Linked DNA regions of Sus scrofa: region 2 is linked to region 1. The links are chromatin contacts, called in public promoter capture Hi-C maps. All regions are on one chromosome and are shown on one strand. The core of a region is the stretch at or near the end of the contact, and the rest is flanking DNA. Distances in the headings are between cores, read along the strand shown.

What was found. Promoter capture Hi-C pulls out the DNA fragments that hold promoters and counts their contacts.
Region 2: a promoter capture Hi-C map of fetal liver shows a contact between it and region 1, with 2.6 times the contacts expected there. The contact joins the enhancer-like site here to the promoter of FAM47E in region 1. A contact is called at or near these places in 3 of 5 promoter capture datasets (fetal liver, fetal skeletal muscle and liver), 9 of 47 Hi-C or Micro-C datasets (alveolar macrophages, embryonic fibroblasts, fetal heart ventricle and 4 more) and 2 of 2 datasets of contacts at active chromatin or transcription factors (alveolar macrophages and skeletal muscle).

The regions. Positions count from the first base shown.
Region 1 is chr8:71,938,773-71,945,571 of Sscrofa11.1, forward strand. FAM47E (protein FAM47E) reads left to right here and starts at 1,525. Exons shown (of 8, transcript XM_013978791.2): 1 at 1,525-1,819; 2 at 5,957-6,326. The coding sequence starts at 1,746.
Region 2 is chr8:72,048,512-72,055,325 of Sscrofa11.1, forward strand. It overlaps CCDC158 (coiled-coil domain-containing protein 158), which reads right to left. Exons shown (of 22, transcript XM_021101466.1): 8 at 6,430-6,549; 9 at 4,185-4,382; 10 at 2,505-2,987. Among named protein-coding and RNA genes, the nearest start is that of CCDC158, 37 kb to the right of the region's middle. Within about 2 kb of position 1,385, at least 2 of the 83 cell types and tissues checked have an H3K27ac peak or open chromatin away from gene starts, as enhancers often do. A contact at or near this core is called in fetal liver, where this site is marked.

The DNA.
Region 1 (6,799 bases), core at 275-2,774:
CAAACTCCCCTGGCAATCTCATTGCTCCAGCCTCTGCCCCCTCCTTCCCAGCCATTCTCACAATCTTATCTCTGGATTCCAGCGGAGCTCAGCTCCTGCAATTACCTTTTTCCTTTAAGTGTCACAGAGAAACAAGGCTCAGTTTCCTGGGCCTAACAAGTCTCAGCTGTTTTCAGCGCAGGGGCCCATCTACCTCCTGCCTCAAAACCCTGTAAAAGGATCACAAAGACCCGGTCTGTTTTATTCCCCATTGCATCCCCAGCACCTAGCAGGGCCGTAACAGACAAGATGTGTTGAATGAGCACCTACTGTGTGCCATGCACAGTACTAGAAGCAAGGTGGACATGACCCTCACTCTCAGTCCTAAGGAGAAATCCTACTTCCTCAAAGTAATAAAAGCTTGAATTTGCAATCAAACTAGTATTAAAGTTCTTATCAAAGATACTAATAAACAACTAATGGGGCTCATTAGCATGATGACATTTGTAGCTTTCTCCATGAACTGACTCATAACAGCTCTGTGAAGTAGCCAGGCAAATATGATCATTCCCCAGTTCACAGCTGAGATAATACTACTACTCTGGAGTTCTCGAGGAATTCTTACCTGCCAGCACTGGGTTAAATGCTTTCCATTCATTATCTCATTGAATTCCCCAATAACTCTATGTGAAATCAGTGAAGCTAAAACAAGTTTCAGCAACTGTGCCTGGGGGGGGGTGCATAATTATTAAGTGACAGAATCATGACTTATCTCAGGAGGTGGGACTCCAGGGCTTTCCACTGTGCCCAGAAAAGGCAGCAGAACACACGCAGCGAGTGAAGATGCTAGAACCAGTAGCAGCTGGGGCACCTTTATTACCACGCGTAGATATTTAACAGGTGCCCAAGGGGGAAGCTAATTTACTCCCAGGAAGTTTGAAGACACATCTTTAAATGACGACAAAAAGTATTCCCCACACACAAAAGTATTGCACGATAACAGACACAATATAACTACTGCAATAATTTTGCGAGAAGAGAATTTTTTGCTCCTATTTCCTCTAGAAGCGATGCTTACTATTTAAATCAGGAACACTCAGAAGTAGCAAGAGAACTTGGCAAACCCAAAACACAACTTCCCTCAATCCATATTCATCTGGGCATCTGCCTACCAGGGCCAACTGCATAGCAATTTCACTGCTGAAGTGCGTTGAGGCAAGAGTCAAGTAACACAAATCTGGAAGGGACTCGAATCCAGCTGGTGACTAGCTAGATAGCAGTACGCAGCCCTGGATTTACAGAGGCGGTGAGGCTCACGGAGTACCCAGACCTCCAGAAAATCATTCCGTGCCAAAAGGCCTTCTCACGATTAGAAATGGGTCTAGTCTTTTCACTCTTTCTCTTGCTGCCTCTCCAGCCGCGATGTTCCTTTGCTTTAACAACAAATTTTTTGAAACGATGGTGACCGCCCCCCCCCCCCAAAAGCCTGAACGCGCTTTCCCAACAGATTCAAACACGATGACACCAGAACCTGATCCTTCGTACTTCGGCTGCCAAGGTCCACGCACCGCGGCGCTGGCGAAGGCTCGGGGGCGGCGGGAGTTGGGGGGCGCAGGGACCCCAGGGCCACGGGTTCCCGGGGAGCAGCTGAGCTGCGCAAGGGCGCGCCGGGGGCGAGTCTGGGCCGCGCACCACTCCGCGGTCTCCTAGCGACCCGAGCGGCTGGGAACGCGCCCTACACAAGGCCGAGCGGGCAGCCGGGCACCATGGCTGACCGCAGGGTACGGTTCCCGCCCGCAGCGCAGGCCCGGGTGCCGGTGGGCATCAGCTGCGGGCCCCGGTAAGCGCGCGCCCTCGCGAGGGCGCATCGGGCCGGTGCCACTTGGGGGCGCCTGCACCTCGTGCTTGTTGGGGCTGGGGACGGGGGAGGGCCCCGGGCCGCGGAGGGAGGGCTCAGCTGCCTTTCACTCTCAAGGTGTCCCGCTCCTAAATGACCGGAATGGAATATAACCGCGCGCGCGACGCCCCTCACTGCAAAGGACATCTTTCTGTTATCCTCCCAACCCCTCAGGAGATGGAGATTAATATACGCCTTCCTGATGGGAAACTAATAGTCACAGTCTTCCGCGGAGACTGGTTTAGTCTGCGACCCACCCTTCTCCGGGTTAGCAGCTGGATCTTGCACCTTGGCCACCCAGCTGGTGACTGCGGCCAAGCTGAGCCCGTGTTTGGGGAGTGCCTCGGGTACTGGCGTGTGTCTGCTGCCATTTTCGATGGTTGGTGTCACTGCCACAGGGCAGGAAGCCGAGGCTCTTTGCTAATTTCTTGATCTGTATTTGAGAACGGAATTAAGCTGTCCTGGTGGCGGTTAAGATTCCAAAGTCTAGAATCAGAAAGGCTAGCGGTGAAGGGACATTCTCCTCTTATTTGACGGGTGACCTTGGGCAAGTTAGCTGCTCTTTCCCGGCTGGGTTTTCTTAACAATAAATGGGGACAATAAAAGGAATTAACTCTACAGTATTGTAGTGAAGATTAACCTACATGGCACACGTTAAGCAGTTACGGTCACATACACACGCTGTGTACATGTTCGCAATTAACCAACTCTTTGAGAATCTTCTCCCACCCCCATTTTCAAACTTTCTGTTTTGAAATAATTATAGACTCACAAGAAGTTGCAGATATAGTGCAGAGGTCCCATGTACCCTTCCTCCAGCTGCTTCCAGTGGTACCATCTTGCATAAAGATAGTACTGTTATGGAACCAGGAAATCAGCACTGGTGCCATATGTGAACTAGACTGTAGACTTTACTTGAATTTCACCAGTTTTCGTGTGTGTATAGTTCTGTAAAATGTTGTCATGGGAGTTCCCGTTGTGGCGCAGCAGAAATGAATCTGACTAGGAACCATGAGGTTGTGGGTTCAATCCCTGGCCTCACTCTGTGGGTTAAGGATCTGGTGTTGCTGTGGCTGTGGCGTAAGCTGGTGGCTACTGCTCTGATTCGACCCCTAGCCTGGGAACCTCCATGTGCCACAGGTGCAACCCTAAAAAGAAAAAAAATGTTGTCTCATATATACATCAAAATACAAAACTTTTCTTCGCCATAAGAGAACTACTTCATGCTACCCCTTTATTATTACTCATTTTCCCACTCACAGCCCTTGGCAGCCACTAATTTGATCTTCGTTTCTATACTTTTGTTCTTTCGAGGCTGTTAGGTAAACAGAATAATAATATGGTATAAAACCTCTTGACACTGGCTCTTTTTCATTCAGCATAAAACCCTTGAGGTCCATCCAAAATGTTTTATGCACCAGTAGTTAGTTCATTTTTACTGCTGAGTACTATTACATGGTATGGCTGTACCACAGTTAATTTATCCATTCACCTGTGGCAAGACATTCAGGTTGTTTCTGGTGTTTAGATACCATGAAAAAAGCTGCTATGAACATTTATGTACAAGTTTTTGTGAAAACATAAGTTTTCGTTTCTTTAGGACAAACGTCTGATGCTCTTTTGCGAATCGTAAAGGTGGAAGTATCTATGTCTCATCTAGTGACTGTGAAGAGTTCATGTTTAGGAAAACATGTTTTAGTTTTATTTTCTGGCTCAAGCAAAATTTTTCATGAACATTACAGAATGCGGAGAGCGAAGTTCATTAGCTATGAGGGGCAAAGAGGGGTTGTGGGAAGCCCTCCAGCTAGACTGGTTGCTTTATTCACCTCTTTGGAACTCAGTTTTCTCATTGCAAAGTGAAGACGGTGGCCTAGATTTATTTCAGTTTCTGCTGGCTCTACTATTCTATGAGGCTTGAGTTAGCTGCCACACTTTTCCCATTTTGGGTTGTATGACTGTGCTTAAGTAAAAATATTATTTATCAGATTTGATTTTCAGAAGTCCTTGGGTGTTTGAATTACTTGTAAATGCGTGGAAAATAAACATTGTTAAGGTATTTAATACTATGGAGGGTAACTTGCTAATAGGTCAGGCTGAGTGGGTCATTCAGTCTCAGGGTTAGCTGGAATGTCAGCATCCCCACCACTTAGCTATTTGAGTGATTTATTAACTGCAAAGAGCAACTTTGTGTAAGCTCATGTTTTTGCATCCTTTCATCTACATCTTCACAGTGGAGGTGGAGCAAGCCCTTAAAACACACATACATGCACAGCAAGCAAAAATTTCTAAGACTCGCAAGAAAAGGATAGAGATCAAGCTGGAATCTCTCAATAATGTTTTGTGTCTATAAGGCTGAGTGCAACAAGGAGTAGATTTGGTATAATGGGTCTGGAGGTGGAAGAGGCTTCCAAGAAAGACATCAGTAATATAGAAATATCTGACTAGGGCAGTCTGATGTATTAGGATAATGACAGACCTACCATGAAGCTGCTCAGATTCCAAGTCTTGACTTTGGCAATAGCTGGATGTATTAGATTATCCAAGAACTCCTATTTGTCCATCTGTCTATTCCATCTCATCTTCATGCCCTAACTTCTCAGTGCAAATAGGGGCCTGGTGGGTAAAGAAACAATGTGAAGGAGGCTGTGTATGAGGCAGTAGGGAGTGGTGGAGACTGTGACTAAGAGAGCACAGGATTTGTCTAAAGAGGGCAGCCATTATACCAATACCAGCTTCATAAGGAGGTGGACCCAGTGTTCCCAGAGATCCTGATTTTTGTTCCAGATTATTTGTGTGAACTTTTTTTATATGTCAGAAGCTCTAGCATTGTGGTTAAACATCTTTCCCTAAAGTCACATGACCGACCAGGATTAAAATCCCAGCTCTTCTGTTTACTAGCTGTGGGAACTTTGACAAATGTTTGTTTTGTGTTTAGACTTCTTTGTGCCTCAATTTCCTTATCTGCAAATGGGACTAATACCAGGACCTACCTACTTCATCAGCTTCTTATGAGATTAAAATAAGTTAATACATGTAAAGCACTTAGAATAGCGCTTATTAGTTCTCAATACATGTCAGTTATTATCATTCTTATTAAAACACAAAGGGGACCAAATGACAGATTTGTGGGCCTGATACAGCCCATAAATAGCTAGTTTGCAACCCTTGACCTCCTGAGTTTAGAGGATAAATCCAGGCCCACAGAGGTTAAATGAAATCTGAGGGTCATGCAGCTAATTAGGGGCACATTGTCCCTGGGATCCCAGTTCTTCCCACTACACTGTGTCCCTTTGAAGGATAAGAAAGAGTTCCAGGAGGGCTCACAACTTGTGACTATCCCTTACAAAAAGAATAGATAGATAGATGGTGATGACAGTTGTTGGTAATAATGGATTAGATGTACACAGAGTGACAGATGGGCCTCTATGATATTATACTTGGTAAACAAGTAACAGAACAATAAGATTTATGTAAATTAAGAATACATACACACAGGAGTTCCCTGGTGGCCTAGCAGTTAAGGATCTTGCATTGTCACTGCTGTGGTGTGGGTTCAATCCCTGGCCTGGGAACTTCTGCATGCTGCAGGTGCAGGGTGCGGGGGCGGGGGGGGGAGGAGATGGAAGACTGTTCGTTCAGAATCCATTTGGGAATCATGGGAATCATTTGGGAGTTCTCTTGTGGAGCAGTAGGTTGAGGATCTGGTGTCACTGCAGCAGTTTGGATCACAAAAAAAAAAAAAAAAAGAAAAGAAAAAAAGAAAGAAAAGAATTCATACTCACAGAAACACTGTAGACCTCATAAGGATGTCTGCAAACAGGAAGGTACATTCCAAATTTGTTGGAATGGCTTTGCCTGTGCAGGGGAGGGCAGTGAGGGTGGGATATGGGGATAACATAGAATAGAGGGAAGAGCAGCAATAATGTGCCATGGACCAGGACAGTGATAAGCTCAGCTTTCGGCGCGACCCTCTCTTCCCCCACCTCTCCTCCTAAAACAGGAAGAGGCCAGCCTGCTCACACCCTCCTTCTGCTACTCTCCACCCCTGTGGTCTATACCCCTGGGCACGTTGTCTTCCAGGTACACCGAGAATCTGGCTTCCAAGTGCTTCCCAAAGCATAAGGGCGGGCCGCCGGGTCCCACCTCCCTGAGCAGCCGACGCTGGAGATTTGTGACAACCGAGCTGGATGACTTCCGGGAAGCCTGCCCGCCCTGCAGAGGTCTGATCACCCAGGGCCTGGACAAGGGCTTCTTCCCCCCCATTTATCACAGAGCTCCCCGCCCCGCCGGGAAAAGGAGGCAGAACTCGCTGCGCAGGGAAGCAGCCCTGGGTTCCAGGCTCTCACCAGCCCGGCAGGCGCGGAAGGCATTCCTGGCGGACGTTGAGGCGCAGCTGTCCCCGCACCCCTTGGCCCTCTACCCGGACCTGGAAGAAGACCTGCCTGCAGAGGTGACCTCCTGGCCCAGGGTTGTGGGCCAATGTTTGGCGGGACCTGGGGAACATTGCTCCTTGGATGCCTGGGGAGTTCCCTCCAGGGGGTGATGTATTTATAAAGAGGAGAGGATGGTCCTTGTCCCCTAGCATGTCCTTCCCCCCATCCCCCGCCCCCGCGGGGTTTGGTGCCTCCTTCCTCTCTCTGCCCCCAGGAAGCGCAAATGGCAGGGACACACCCGCTGGTCTCCTATGAGGAGAGACCGCAGCGTTTGATGTCTTTGCTGCTGAAGCTCTCCTGGTGTACCCTGCTTGTGACTCTTTGGGCAAAGAAAGCAGTGGAGGAATTGTTTGGGAACTAACAGTACCTGCTACCCCACCCCCATCCCCCCACCCCTGCCGTCTGTTCCCTGTGCCAGCAAGCATGGCAGTTGTTCAGAAGGGAAACTCTGCTCAAAGCTACTTGCCCAGAGTGAAGTCCTTGTCACGGT
Region 2 (6,814 bases), core at 135-2,634, 110 kb after region 1:
AGCGCTGTGGGCTTGTCTCACTCTCACCTGTGATGGGCTTGGGTGGGAAAGGCCCTAAATATGGCCCTGATTCCTGCTCATCAAGCCACTCCTGCTGTCACCCTAGATCCAGCTGGTGTCATGGGGTGTGGGAAGGGGTGTGGGAAGGGACAGGCTGTGCTGGGCATATGCTACTCCTGTCCTCTCGGCAGGGGGAGAGAGGGGAAAGGCAGCTCATGCACCTGGCAGCTCATGCACGTGGATGGGGTATTAAAGCTCAAGTGTTTAACTCACAGCCTTTGCATCTGTGTGAGGCTCTTCGCACCTAGGCTGACCTTTGCCTGAAGCTGCTCCGTATCTGGGAAGTGAAAATTAGTTTCTACCCTCTCCAATCTGTTTTTGCATTCTTTATCCAAACTTCCTCAGATCAACCTACCCCCAATGCTGCCTTTTTCGTGCCACCTCCTCCTCTCTACCCCAAACCTGTCATGGCTCCCACACCATCTCCAGGATAAAATACAAACTGAGCCTTCCCAAGCTAGGAATGCCTTCTTTCCTCCTCTTTGCCTAGTTTTACCCATTTCAAGTCCCCACTTCTCTATGAAGTCTTCACAGGCCACTCTAGTCACAGGAACCCTTACTACTCTGGGGCGTGCTCTCCAGACCAGCATCAGATGGAGACTTGTTCAGAAACACTAACTCTCAGGCCCCATCCCAGACCAACTGAATCGGAAACCCTGGGGCTGGGGCCCCGCAGTCTGTGTTTTAACAAGCCCTCCAGCTGATTCTGGTTCTCAGTCCAAGTGATTGAGACCCACTACACTATAATATTTACTCATACACTGCCTAGGGTCAGATCCCAAGGTAGTGGTGCTCTCAGGCAGAGCTACGGTCTGTTTCCTCTTCTGCAAAATGTACCCACCTCATCAGGTTTTCGTGAAGGTCAAATTATTTAATTTCTGGAATATAAAACTCAAAAGAGTCTTGCATTTGTTTATACTCTTAACAATACCAGAAATCCATCTCTTTTAACAAGAACGTTGAATAATCGCTTTTATCCTCTAACATGTTCTACAAACCTATTCTAAAGTTTCTACGGTAAGGACTGGCCACCAAGAAGCCTTTTAAAGGCTTTTAAAGTCTCTTTCATGGTGACTTTGGCTATTTAAAAAATTACGATATAATCAAGTAAAACTTAAGCACTAGAAAATTCCAGTTCTTTAGGCAATGAACTTGTATGTCTCCATAGGATAGGTAATAATCCATCGGCCTGATTTTTAGAAGGAGCAAACACGACCATCCAAAGTTTATTCAAGATATGTGGTTCTCAGAGGCAGGGAAAGGAGAGGGAAGGGGAATTGGCTGAAGGTAGTCAAAAGGTACAAAGTTCCAGTTACAGGCTAAATCATTACTAGTGATGGAATGTACCATGTGATGACTACAGTTACTACTGCTGTATGCTGACAGAGTAGATCCTCGAAGTTCTCATCTTAAGGGAAAAAACATTGTTTTATTTATTTTTTGTACCTATATAAGATGATGGATGTTAACTTAGTGGTAATCATGGCACAATATATGTAAGTCAAGCAATTACACTGTACACCTTAAACTTAGTGCTATATGTCAATTTTATCTCAATAAAACTGAAAGAAAAAATGGTATATGATTTGTCTCCTACTAGTTACTAGAGAAGATACAGGTGATATAAAGCTTAGGAAATCAAATTTTTAAAAGTTAGTTCAATAATTTTAAATTTTGAAAAATATTTACTGAGCACCTGCTGGGTGCAAGGCACAAGGTCATGGGGCAGGGGTGCAAATATGAATAAGATGTGTACCTGCTTGAAGAAGTCTGCAGTCTTACAGGGAAGAGGAGGCACTGGCATTCACATAAGAACACACATACCCCCACACCCACACACACGCTGTGATACAGAACGGGATCCAGGTTAGAACAGGTACAAATAAAGTGTGATAAAGTGCGGGTGGAGAACAGAACTAATATTTTCTAAACATCTTCTACAGGCCAGGAACCAGGCTAAGTCCTCGGTATATATTTTCTCATTTAAGCCTCAAGTAACCCAATAAGGTTTTGAGATGTTTTTTTGTTTTGGTGTTTGGTTTGGTTTTGGTTTACAGACCTTGAGGCCACCATTCAGCAAACGGTCCAGTGTTTTACAATTACTGAGTGGTAAGAGATGGGGTTGAAATTTAGGTCTGCCTGAAAAGGGAGAAAACACTTTTTCAAACTGTGGGTCAGGAAAGGCTTCAAGAAGAAGCTGGGCTTTCTGATTTTTCTCTTCCGAATCATCAGTTCTAAACCATTTGGGAGCCACGCCTTTTGGAATCTAATCAAAAGATGGATCCTTTCTTACACACACACATGCGCACTGACATAAACATTTTCCAACCATTTCCGAGGGTCCACAGTCATCCTTGCAGGAGCCCTGTCCAGTAAATCAGGTCGTCCTTGCTCCTAGGAACACAGCTATTTCCGAAGCTAGACCGCCGAAGGAGCCCACAGACCTTCAGCTCCTGCAGCTCCAGCCTCCGGTCGCCGACCTCCTTCTCCAGCCGGGCCTTCTCCACCTGCATGGCGCCAGCCGTCCGGCCGTGCTGGCCCACCAGCTGGGTCATGTTCTCAATCTGCTGCCGCAGGATCTCGATGACTTTGTCCTTCTCTGCCATCTGCAGCTTGAGGGCCTCGCACTCGGTCTGCACGTCTCGGAGGTGATCCCCCTCATTCTTCAGGTGCTGCAGCTCCTGCAGCTTCAGGTCCACCCGGGAGCGCAGCTTCAGGATCTCCGAGTTGGTGGCCTCGATGGCCCTCTCTTTTTCCTGCAGAGAAGCTGTCAGGTCAGACACGGTCCTCTCGGAGCTCTCCAGGGTCATCTTCTTGGCTGTCAACTCTTCCACTACTTTGCGGAGCATCTCTTTGGTGGATTCCAGTTGGGCCGTCAAGGAGGACACTTTCTCTAGACTTTCATTCTTTCCCTGAATTGCTGCCATCTGATTGTTAAAGAAGAGAGAATTTCGTGGATTTGGGCAGACAGATCTGAGACAGAACAAGTTAGCTCAAGAACATGCAATCATGAATCTGATAGGACCTCAAATTGTTTTGCTGGCAGAGCTTCATACATACCAGAGATTGATATCTGCTCATTAGACCAAGGTGGAGAGGCCTTAATTAAATAATAATGTTTCTCCGGAGTGGCTTTCTGGGAGGGGGAGGAGCTTGGCAAGTTTCCCCTGGGGCTGTTTTCTCTATCAATTTAAGCCAGGATGACACTGGCAACAGGGGAAGCGTGGCAGGGTTGAAGATAACTGCCCTATTTCCTTCCAGCCAGCCCATTAATTCTGCTTCTGAGGGAAAAATGAGAGAATAGGAAAATGATTCCGCCTGGTCTAAACCAAGACTGGCCCTTTGGTTTGATTTCTCATCCTGGGAAGCTTATTTTTTTTGAGGGATGCTTTTTTTTTTCTTTTCTTTTTAGGGCCACACCCTTGGCATATGGAAATTTCCAGACTAGGGGTCGAATCAGAGCTGTAGCTGCTGGCCTACACCACAGCTACAGTGACACCAGATCTGAGATGCATCTGTGACCTATACCACAGCTCAAGGCAATACCAGATCCTTAATCCATTGATCCGGGCCAGGGCGGCATCCTCATGGATACTAGTCGGGTTCTTAACCCACTGAGCCACAATGGGAACTCCCTGTGGGATGCTTTTATGTCTGTATGGCGACTACCGGCACTGGAACCATGTTCTTGCAGGACTGAGGCTACACTGCTGTTAGCAGAGCCCTCCACGGGGTTCACTACCAGTGCCCTGAAAAGGAGGGCACCCCACCTGCATATATATCAGTCCTAACAGGCCTGGGGGGAGTGGAGGGGAAAGCCTCTTTCATAGGAAAAACAAAAACAAAAAAACCTCTGTCAGAAACTTCCATCCCTCTGTTCCTCAGCTCTCCCTATGGTTTGATGCTTTTCTGAAACAAGCAATCATTAGGTGACCCATTTCTAGGTTGAGAATGAATAGGCAATTGGACGGGAGCTTCGTTACTCAATGATGGACAAAAGCGAGATAAAGCGTAGTGTTTTACATTCAGCAAATGGTCAGAAATACAGAAATCAACAGCAGGTTCTGAGCTCGCTCAGAGAACCCCCACAGCTCTGCTCTGGGAGAGGCCGCCCCCTGCCTGACCTGCCGCTCCATTTGGCCCTGGCACTCGCTCTTCATGGCCTTGAGAAGGGCCTCCAGGCGCTGCACCTCCATGTTCCTGTCGTCCAGCTCCCGCCGCAGGTGGTCAATGGTGATGCTGTTGCCTGTGTCCCTGTCCCACAGACGCTTGTTCTGCTCCTTCTCCAGACTCAGCTCCTTCTCTCGCTTATGCAGATCAGCCTACAAGAAGTGAGGCAAGCTCTCTTTATCCTTGGTATTCAATAATGAAAATAAAACTCCTCTCTTCCTTGCATCATCTTTGGAGTTTTTACGTAATTTGAGAAGCCTTTGATTTTTGGAATCTGACTCCTTTATAAAGGTATGGTTAGGAACAATGACTTCCTAGAAAAATAACAGCTTACTTGTAATTTCTAGCTTTACAAGTAAATTTCAATGGACCAGACCCTGAAACTATATAATGAAAAGGAAACTACAAATCATCTTTTTTTTTTTTTTTTAGTTTTAAATTTTCTAACGAAGGTATTATGCATCACATCAGGTGCGCTCCTGTGATAAGGAAACGCTCAAAAGCTTAAAGGAATAGTAACAATAAGCTGGACTTCTACTTCAGAAAAGGCAGAAGAGAGTCAGGACTGGGCCTGGAGCAGCCATGGGGCTGTGGATAGAATGACCTCCCTCTTCAGTCACTCAAAAAGTACACTGTGAGTGTTCACTGCTGGCAAAAACTCCTTAGTCAGAGAAAGACAAACAAAGGCACAGAGGTCTTCAGAAGGCTTCTCACTCCAAGAGAAAGATAACACACAGACACAAATAACTGGAGGTGGCTTTTCATTAAAGAGACAGAGCTGACGAACAGCAGAGAGAAATTACTGAGAGCAAAACACTTTAAGGTGGCATTTGAGTTGGACCTTGCGAACAGCTTGGAGATGCAGGAATTAGCAAAAAGAGACTAGAAGAGGGCACCCGTGGCTTGCCTGGAGCACTGGGTGTGTTGGGGGGAGAGGAAAGATTGGAGAGGTAAGGTGAAGCCGGGTCAGGAACAGTCTCGAAAGATAGGGAGTCAGACTTTATGGGAGAGTAATTTTTCAGTGGAAAAGAGAGATAATCAGAGCTATACTTTAGAAATATGAATAGAGGCTGGGCTGAGTGGGGAGAAACTGGAGTGGGAACTGAGTGAGGAGTCACTGCCATGCTGCAGGTGGAATGAGGGGCCTGGATGAAGGGCAGTGGCAAGAATGAAAAGGCGGGGACAGCTCTGAGGATCTTTCAGACATTTAATCTCTGAAATTTTTCTTCCTTTCTTTTTTTTTTTTTTTTTCTTTTTTTCTTTTTAGGGCCACACTCAAGACATATGGAAGTTCCCCGGCTAAGGGTTGAATGTGAGCTACAGCTGCTGGCCTACACCACAGCCACAGCAACGCCAGATCAGAACCATGTCTGGGAACTACATCACAGCTCACAGCAACACCAGATCCTTAGCCTGCTGAGCAAGCCCAGGGATTGAACCTGTGTCCTCATGGGAACTCCCTGAGCCACGATGGGAACTCCCTCTCTGAACTTTTTAAGTGAGATGTGTGGACACTGGGGCACCTGTAATCAGAGGGAAAGAAGTGAAGGACTGTCCCAAGGTTTTAAGCTTGTCTCACAGCTGTAAACTCTCCCTTTTGCACAGGCTCCTCAAGCCCCTTGTAGCCTACAGAGGGAGCTATAGCACAGCGAGCACTGTGCCCAGGGATGGGGTTTGGGGGGAGAGAGAAGCCTATTCTAAAGTACCTCTAATAAATATCACACCAAGTGTACCGAACACTTCCTGGCCTAAATTTCTCATCTTATAATATCTCTAACAGAAGACAAAAGCTGGTTCACTACTAAGAGAATCCTATTTTTTTCTTTCTAAATTTTTTTTTACCTGAACTTGCATTTAAATTTTCTTTATACATAGTTTGTCTGTATTTTGGATGCAATTTGGCTTTAAAACAAAGTCAATACTACTTCAATTTAGCAGAACACAGTACCTAACTGAAAGACTATCAGCTTCACCTAATTTTTAAGCCATAACAGTTCTGCTTAGGAAAAAAGAGGTAAAGTGTAGAATATTATATTTTATATGCTAAACTGGAATCGTGTCTAGATATTGTGTCATGTATATATGTACAGATATGTTTTAAGATTTGTTAATTTTATAAATGAAACTAATTTTATGAAATACTGTGGTAAAAAATCTTCCCAGAGTTAATCTCATTCATATCTTAGAGCATCATCTTACCAAGAGCTTTTGAAGTTGATCGTCCAGATTTCCAGATTCCTGACTGAACTGATCACGCTCTGTCCGTGCTTCTGTTAGCTCTGAGTTCGCAAGAACTAACTGCTTCTCCAGCTCTTCTATCTAAAAGGAAAGCACAAATCAGTCTATATCAGTGAGTCATAGAAAATACCGTCTTTGGAAAACAAATGGTATTATGACGGGACAAGGGTATCATTGGGGGGGCAAAAATAAAATATTGTGATGTTTTGCAAAGTTTTCTAAACTTAAGATCTACATAGAACTTAGTCAGAGAAACTAAGATGAAATACTTGGTCCTGTTTGATTTGGCCACTGTCTGTAATGTGTTGCTCTCATTTTCACATTATTCAAGATTTATCTTCTGTGA